Regions from separate parts of the Canis lupus genome. Here region 1 is linked to region 2. A link is a contact called in public Hi-C data. All regions are on one chromosome and are shown on one strand. Each heading gives the region's core, a stretch centred on a gene start, on an enhancer-like site or on the middle of the called end of the contact. The rest is flanking DNA. Distances are from core to core; before and after follow the strand shown.

Region 1 (4,835 bases), core at 105-2,604, 160 kb before region 2:
TGGTGAGATAAAATTCATATAAATGCTCATATGAAAGGTGTATCAGATCAAGTTTCCAGCAAAAAAAAAAAAAAAAATTTAATGGAATCTCTATAAAACTATTTTTAAAATCTAAAATTTTTAAACATGAGATCTCTGTGTTCTCATCTTCAATAGCTATAAAATAAAATCAAGCAAAAGCAGTCTTAGTTAATGGTATAATATTTTAAGGTTTTCTTCTACAAAGGTATGCTTAATCTTGATTGAGAAGAACAAAAGCAGAATATACTTCCTGGCTATGCAGGAAAAAGTGAATTTAAAAAATTATTTCCTATTTTCAAATGCCCTGAACCTTTCACAAAAACAGTGTGCAAATTTACCTCCACTAATCATCGCAAGGACTAACTTTATATTTTATGTAATCCACAACTATTACCTGCAAACCTGCTATAAATGTACCTGACAAACAACACAGAAATAAAAATATCAGTCTGGATAATACCATCTGAAAGTAAGTGTTTAAGTTGAGTCTAACCTTAGAGAAAGGGAAGAGATAAACTGTAGCATTTGGTATAAAAGAAGGAAGGCTAACCCAACTCTTTTTTTAAGAATGTTAGAACATGTGATTTGTGTTTTTTAAATTCCAAATATAACTCGCTGTATTTAGCACCTCCTGTACTTTCCAGTATATTAGATAATTGCACACCAAGTTAAAAACAAAATAAAGGAAAACATTCCTGCCACCCTCCCTTTTCATAAAAGAGATGGAAATTTCACATGCACAGAGTACCTTATAAAGGTCAGTATGAACAGCCCCAAAGAAAGTGGTTTTTTGTCCATTAAAAAAATATTTGGAGGGCTTAGAGAACTCAGGGACAAGGGAGAGGGGAAAGGAGAACCATGCAATTATGGGTTTTGGCAAAACGAATGGGCTGGTACCTTCAGCCCCTGCTCTGGAAAGCTGCATGGTGCCTCAGTGGCTCTGGGCCCTGACCCTCCCACAAATCAGAATGGCACCACAGTTTGTCTGAATGCACTAAGGTTCTATAGGAGATTTTGTTTGAACAAGGCTGTGCATAACTTTAAAAAGCCTAAAATCACTCAGAAGAATAAACCAACGTTCAGTGAATAATACTGATATTAATAGCTAAAAAATAACAAAATGAACAGAAGTATTCAATATGGAAAAATAGTTTTAAAACATGGCAAACCATTAAGCAGCAGGAAAGACTACTGTCTGCAGTCACTTTACCTTTAGAAATGTTTGTTTCTGTGGCTTCTGATCAGAGGTTTACTGGGTATATTGTTTGCTTAGGGAGGGGACATGCCAGTGAACTTTTTTCAAGGTGGTTTTGGCAGGGAAGACAATAGATGGTTTCAGCAAGGAACTGGCTGTGAACCCAAAGCAAACAGCTGTGGAAGGGGAAGGCATGCTCAGGATGAGAGGTGACATTATTGGGTTTGTTTAAGCAGCCAAGTCAAGTCCACTAAGTGATCCTGGGGTGGGGGACACAACCATCCTACTGTGGAGACCTACAGAGAAAATGACACTCTTCTGGATTCTTCTGATTCTTCACCTCCTGCGCCTCTATTTCCAAGCCAGTTAGTGCCATCAAAGATCAGAAATTAGAGTCTAGCTACAGTTAATTATGAAGAAAGTCATTATCTAAATACATCAACCATTCCACATGCTTTCTTTTCTCTGATGAAACTGCTACAAAACCAAGTGGCAGGGCCATGGTGCAGGGAGATGGTTACAATGGGCCCACCTGTTCTGCCACTATCCTCCTCCCCTTGGCCCATGGCACGAAAGGCTTGTTGTGACCCTGAACAGAACAAAATCTCACAATCATCTAAGAAGAATCTATTGAATTTGTCTGCCTTACCAAAATGTTCACAATTATAGTGAGATGGTGGGCAATTTTTCCATTTGCCAAACTTTCTAGAATGTGGAAATTATAAGAGAATGTAACTGAGTCTCTCCACACTAAGACTCATCAATTTCAAAAGACAAAGATCAGAAGGGAAAACATTAGTGTTTACATTCTGAAAGCAAACTACAGGACTCCACACTTAAAAACAATCTTTTCCATTTGGTTAAAAACAAATAGATGACAAGATGAAAAACAATCGTCTAGTTTCTAACATCCACAGACACTCTTTTGAAGGTTTAGAAATAAAAATGCTATTTTGCTTCAAACATGCAGAAGCCAAATGTCACTGTCCTAAACACACCCACTACACTTTGGGACTTTAATTATTCATTATGCAGCTGGCCTCTTTACAGAATAAGAGCCACAATCCTAGTTTCTCCCCTACAGTGAGACCACAATGAGGGGACATTCTATCCCTGCAGCAGAAGGCTGACAAGAGACCAATGCGTGGCCACTCAATCTACACCCAAGACTATGCACACCCAAGGGCTTTCCTGTGCTACGTTCTGGACTTACTGAAGCTCCAGAGGTTTATCTTCTCAAAACAGATAAGATGTAAGAGCTATGTCCCAATTATTTATAAAAAATCTTAATTTCCTCAAAAGACCTCCTATCAATCATCTTATAGGCATAAAAAGGTGGTTTTGGCAAGATTCCAAAATGTCGTCTTGCTCTGAAATTTCTATCTGAAATAGACTAATCTATGGGCTAGATGCTTCAATGCTTCTTAGAATAAGTCATGGTATAAATAAAACTTGACATATCTATAACAAGCTTTGAAACTGTACCTTCAACAAAGTATCAAAAATTAATCTGTCTCTCCTCTTAAGATACATAAATAAATTTTGCTTCTGGCACATTTATATCATCAACATCACTACTAAGTATACAACAAAGGCAAAAGTAATCGTATTTACATTGTTTTACATATAACACTTATTTTTAGGATATAAAATCTATCTCCCCAAAGAGATAACCACACATCGGTATATTTCATTTTCGATTTTGTGAACCAAAGCTAAATCACATCTCTGAGACATACACAATTTTAAACCCTGGGTTTTTAAACAGTACAATTATTTCCACTTCTCTTTTTCACTACCACACAGTATCAGAAGGGATGCAATTCATGGCGCATACCACCTGAGGGCACTCCTAAAATCTTTAAACAACTTTCAGAATCAAGGTCTCTTCTGTGCAAGGATGAAGGAAACCCAGTCCTACATGAAGTTCATGGGCTTGGAAGTGACTTAAAAAACATATTTCGGAAAGCATGTGTTTCTTCATATAAAGGTGAGATGACGATAAATACACAATTTCTATCCACTGCATATTCTCTGAGGTTCACATCCATGCAATAAAAGCTAAGGTTCTAGAGTAGGAGGATCATAACCATCTTCAAAGGAGAAGGTTAAAAACTTACTGACTAACCAATCTTGTAAGATTATCCTTCTAAACTGTATGTCTATCATCAAGAAACCAAAGTTCACACTTCTGAGGGAAACAACAGAAATTTAAGAATTACTTCAAACATTATTTCACATACACATACACAGGGCACTTGAGTTGGAAGAAACAAGTAAACCAAGATACCGTACCTGTTTCCTGTGAATTCAACACCTCTAAGGCATGCATCATGGCACTTGCGAAGACATTGGCATCCTCCTTGCTGCCAAAGTTGAGGCCATACACCTGTCTGGCATCTCGCCACTGGTGGAAGGTCTGTGTAGCCTGATTGTACTTCAACCCCTTAGGGATGGCGCAATTTATCACCACCTGAAAGACAGTGATTCCTCACAGAGTCAACCTAATACTTGGCAGAACCAACAAATCCTGATAGGATGTACTTAAACCTGTTCCGCCCAGATCTTGGCCAAAAAAAAAAAAAAAAAAAAGTTAAAAATCATTCTCTTGGGTAAAGTCAGTCAAGTCAGTCAGCAGAAATAACAGTCTGATGATGGAAGGTAAGGTGTCTGATGTTACAAAGATCTGGCCATAACCAGAAATCTATACCCTCATTAAAAATCTATACCCTCATTAAATATATCTTAACATGCTTATCGAAATATTAATTCAGAAAGCATATAAAACATAAACAGTGAACAGTCCCACGTAGCCAAATCCTGATCAAGAAATAAGAATGTCAACACCAGAAACTTCCTTCATAAGTCCTCCGCCTCCCCAAAGGTACTAGCTACAGTTCTAGCATCACAGATTAGTTCTGCGGGTCTCCAAATTTTATGTAAAGCAGAGTTACACAGTACATACTGTGACATGCCCACTCTATCCTTCACAACTGTTTATGGGAGTCAGCTATTCACCACACACAGCTGTGGTTGATTCTTTTTCAGTGCTCTGTGGTATTCCATCATAGTAATCACACTTATTTACCCATCCTCCTATTAATGAACATTTGGATTACTTGCAGTTTGGGGCTATTAAAAATAGTGATGCTATGAACATCCTACTAAATGTCTTCTGCTACACATGGGCACCCACTCTGTTGGTCATACACCCACAAGTGGAGTTGTCACGGGCCAAAGACATACTTGACTTTAGCAGAAAACTCCAAGTAGCTTTCCAAATTGGTTCTGTCAATTTTCACTCCCATGGCAGCATACAACAGCTCTCCTACTTGTACGTACAATGCAACATTATGACTGGAATTGTCGGCCTTTATTTGAACACTCCTGATAGGTATGAATATACCACTGTGGTTCCGCTCCATGTATCCCTGATTACTAATGAGGTTTAATCCCTTTGCGTGTTTTAATGGCTATGTGGATACCTTCTTTTACAAATAGGTGCTTAAATCAAATCTCTTGCCCAATTTTTCTCTACTGATCTGGAAAAGTCCTTTATATATTCCAGACAGGACCCCACTGCTGGTTATCTGGGCTGGAAATACCTTCTCCCCGGGTG
Region 2 (4,258 bases), core at 399-2,898:
TCTCAGGACATGTGGATTGAGGGGACTGAATGACAGGACAGACATCGCAGCTGGGATCAATCAGGAGCCTGCAGTCACCACTGCCTGGGCCACCCAGAGGGTTTCCAAAGCACAGCCCGCCGCTGAGTGGAGATGTCATCTGATTTATTAATTAATGCAAACAGTTCATCCAAATGCTCCAGGGCATGGTTAGGGAAAAAATCCAGAACATTTAAAAAATGATAAAAATAGCATTTACCAGCCTAGAAATAAGTGCCCGTCCTTTCTTTCCAGGGCCGTCCCCTCCTGCCCCCCGAGTCCCCCACCAGCTGGTTGTCCTCTTTCCCCACTGGCACTTCTTTGGTGATTAACAGAACTCCTGCCAGTGCTAACTGGGTTAATGCAGTGGCTCTCCTGCAGCCCAGCCCAGCACACGGGCTGTCTTCCCTATACCTGCCTCTCATCTGTTCCAGGCTCACTACTCTGCAACAACCATCCCCATTGTCTCCCACATCTGGGACTTTGGGGTTTCAAGTGAATCTCCCTAAGGCAGAGAACAGAAGATGCTGCTATTTGGGTTTGTCTGGCGGACAATGAAGCCATTCTCTGGGGCCTGTGGGCAGTGCAAGGGAACCTGAGCAGTGATGGGACCCAGGCCAGGGAGGGGAGCACACAGGGGTAAAATCCTGACCTTTCCTTCCCAGCTACTGGGGTTTACATTTCATTTCAATCAATTTCAGATGCAACTGGCAAGCCAGGAGCTTAGGGATCTTGGGGCACCTCCCCGCCTTAAAACAGCCAGCAGCAGGGCTTGGGCAGATCTGACCTGGCCTGCCCCAGCTGCCTCCAGAGAAGGAAACACTGGGGGTGGTTTTTGATCAGAACCTGTTCCTTCTCAACACACGTGGGGTGGGGGGGAAGCTTTTCTCCCTGTTCATGAGATGTTTTCATTCTGCTTAAATCTGCTTCACCCAAAAGAGATCATGACCTGCCCCAGAGCACCTGGCTGGCTCAGTGTAGAGCCTGCTACTATTGATCTCAGGGTAGTAAGTTCAAGCCCCACGTTGGGCGTGGAGCTACTTGAGGAGGCGGGTGGGGGGGAGGCATCAGGATCATTACCTACCCAACGTACGGCAACGTCAGCATTCTCAGAGCAGCATGTACCTGGGGCGCCTAGAGACAGCCTCCAGGAGCTCTGAGCTCACCTGGGGAATGCCTTTACCCTCGGGGGAGCTTCTGTGGCTTCTGAGCACCCCTTCAGCCTGGCTCCTAGGAAGGAGCGTTGTCTCTTAGGGTAACTTCTTGCTCTACCTTTGTCCCTCCCAGCCGCAAGGCAATCCTACTGTCCCCGGGGCAGCTCCAGGGCTTCAGCCCACAGGCTGGGGTGGTTGGGGTGTGCCGGAGGTGGGTCCCTGGGGCAGCCCTGGGCTACCCCCTCGGACACACCAGGGAGACCTGGTGGCCTTTTATACAGTCTCACCTTATAGGGTTTGGTCTTGAGCTCTGGCCGAGCCCGCCCCATGCACCTGGGAGGGAGGGAATGCTTAGATCTGCCCCACTCCCCAGCGTGCCAGGCACCCGTGATCATGGATGCTCCATAAACGCTCATTCAGCTTTGCCTTCAGCTTTGTCATCTTGCCTCACCCCTGTGCCCTCTGCTCTCGGTAGCCTGGAAGCTTCCTGCACCCGGCTTTGCTGTCACGGCAGCCCCGGAATGGTGCTCAATAAGTCATTAATGAATTAAACTGGGTTGGAGGTTCCTGGCAAACAAGCAAGCTCTCAGGCGGTCTCCAGAAAGGAAGCGTTATTTGAACAAAATGTAACCAAAGGTACAGCGGCTTCCCTGGCTAAGCTGGGCAGAAGGCTGGCTCCCCAGGGACCAGATCCTTCGGGGGCAGCGCCCTGGACTTTCTGCACACCACTGCCCCCCGCTGGACGCTGGGCCCACGCTGCTGGGGCCACATCCGTCTGTCGGTCAGTAGCAGGCCGCCCTGGGTCTCCTTCCTTCCCCACTCTGGACACAGCCACCCGACCAACCGGTTTCTCGGTTGGCTCCTCTTACCCTATTTGTTTCGCTTTGACTCCACGTAACCCAGGAAGGTACTGGAGGAACAGCAGCTGCTTTGACTCCTGGCACATAGTGGCTTCCACGAACACCGCCTGAAAACCAACATAACAACCCACAGCCTCTGGCAAGCTGCGGCGTCAAGGACTGTTACTGATTATTAACCTGAGAATCCCTTGTAGGACCTACACCTGCTTGTGAACTAGAACCCCCTAGGGTGCTGACCATGTTTGGAAGTCACCCCAGGAAACAAGAAGGCTTCAAGCAGGACAGTTCAGTTGGTCATTTCTATCTTAAAAACAATAAAACCTTTCTCCTTTGGGGGAAGATCAAGGTAAAGGGAAGTCCACACATGCTCTGCCAGATTCGTGGCTTACACTGCTCTCTCCTCCCCCGTGACACGCTTCCTATCTCCGGTGACAGGGATTCATGGATTTGCCTTATTATTTCTGCCCTGACCTCATTCACTTAAAGGACTTCGCCCAGCACACGACTGGCCCATAGAAGGTCTGTAAGGCACAGGTACTGAATTCCTGGTGGTCAAACCCAGGATAGGAGTGGCTTAATTTGCAAAGAGCAATAGTAAAATAGGCAAAAAAGAAGGCATCACAAGCATCACTCATAAATTGCTATGGTTTGCTGAGAAGTTACGTTCATCTCCCCAAGTGGAACTTGGGTTAGCCAAGGGCCTGACAGGCATTGATACAAGAGTCAGGCTCAGGGAGGAGGGCAGAGCTGAGCAGAAATCCGGGACGGGGTGCGTATGGCCCAGGAAGAACCATAGAGGGTGAGCTCCATCTGGTGCCTCTGGCCCACTGCTGGCGGAGCTGGGGGTGCTGGGGACCAGCAGAGAGCCAGAGCCGTAAGGCCCCAAGGGGAGAAGGCAGGCAAGGGAGAAGGAGGTCAGAAAAGCCAGCGGCTGGGGAGGTTTTAAGACGGCAGGGTGGCCAGTGCCTTAAGTGCAGCTGAATAATCTAGTCAAGGGATTGAGAGTTGCCTGTGAGAAGGGCAACGTGAAGGTCAGTGGGGACCCAGCTCAGGGGATCAATGGAAGTGCGATGCTGGGAATCCCGAAGACAGGACAGTGATCAAGGAGGCAAAGGCTTTTGGTTTCCACCTTGTGCCCAGGCTCCCTTCCATGGGTCCAGCTCCCCTCTTACTACTGGTTACAATTTCTAAAAATCAAAATTAATCATACCTCTTCCTATTGTGTTTAACACCTGCTGGCTTGCCACTGGCTGCCCAATGAAGAGCAAAGTCCTGTGCCAGTCAGTCTGTGGAGTATAATTTATTCTTAGATTTGGTGTCTTTCTTTCTTTCTTTCTTTTTTTCTTTCTTTCTTTCTTTTCTTTTTTTTTCTTTTCTTTCTTCTTTTTCTTTCTTTTTTTAAGATTTTGGGTTTTTGGAGTTTGTTATCTTTATTTTTAAGATTGTATTTATTTATTCATGAAAGACACAGAGAGAGTCAGAGACATAGGCAGAGGGAGAAGCAGGCTCCCTTCAGGGAGGCCTAGATGCGGAACTTGATCCCAGGATCCCGGGATCACGACCTGAGCTGAAGGCAGATGCTCAACCACTGAGCCACCCAGGAGCCCCAAGATTTTGGTTTTTAAGTAATCTCTACTCCCATCCATGAGATCAAGAATCTCATGTGCTACAGGCTAAGCTGGCCAGGCACCCCTCAAACTTGGTTTCTTCATCAGCTAGAGAGGACAGTCGCACAGATCCATAATCCCTTGTCCAGAATCCTTGAAGCCACATGTGTTTGGGAATCCACAGCTTGTTGGATTACACAAAGGGAATATGGCACGCTTGCCATGCACCATGTGATGCCACAAACAGAGACCGGGCTCCACCCTGTCCTCAAACACACCAGGTAGGACAATTAAAAACTCCAAACAACCTTCTAAGAGGTCAACTTTTTTACCAATGGAGTTACTAAGATACTTTTGTTTGTCGGAGCTTTTCAGACTTTCAGAATTGTGATAAGGGCTGGAGAACTGCCCTCACAGGGTTGTTTTAATGCCCAGATGGGATCCATGGGTGTGAAAATGAAGCCAAGTACAATTAATAAGGGGCACTCTCAGATAGCCTTTCCCAAGCCATGTCTCTACAGCTGGAAAACAACCTGCTTTAAAGAATGCATTGAGTGTAGTGGGGGGGACACTGGAATGTTCCAGGGCAGTTCCCCTCACACCATCCTGGTTTCTCTGT

Evidence for each region. A called contact is a pair of places that touch in the nucleus more often than the background predicts.
Region 1: a Hi-C map of amygdala shows a contact between it and region 2, with 4 times the contacts expected there. The contact joins two enhancer-like sites. A contact is called at or near these places in 3 of 9 Hi-C or Micro-C datasets (amygdala, blood and skin fibroblasts).

The regions. Positions count from the first base shown.
Region 1 is chr7:39,135,275-39,140,109 of UU_Cfam_GSD_1.0, reverse strand. ENAH (protein enabled homolog) reads right to left here. Exons shown (of 16, transcript XM_038542832.1): 3 at 3,512-3,689. Among named protein-coding and RNA genes, the nearest start is that of ENAH, 81 kb to the right of the region's middle. Within about 2 kb of position 1,354, at least 3 of the 20 cell types and tissues checked have an H3K27ac peak or open chromatin away from gene starts, as enhancers often do.
Region 2 is chr7:38,977,946-38,982,203 of UU_Cfam_GSD_1.0, reverse strand. No RefSeq gene overlaps it. Among named protein-coding and RNA genes, the nearest start is that of SRP9, 5.4 kb to the right of the region's middle. Within about 2 kb of position 1,648, at least 7 of the 20 cell types and tissues checked have an H3K27ac peak or open chromatin away from gene starts, as enhancers often do.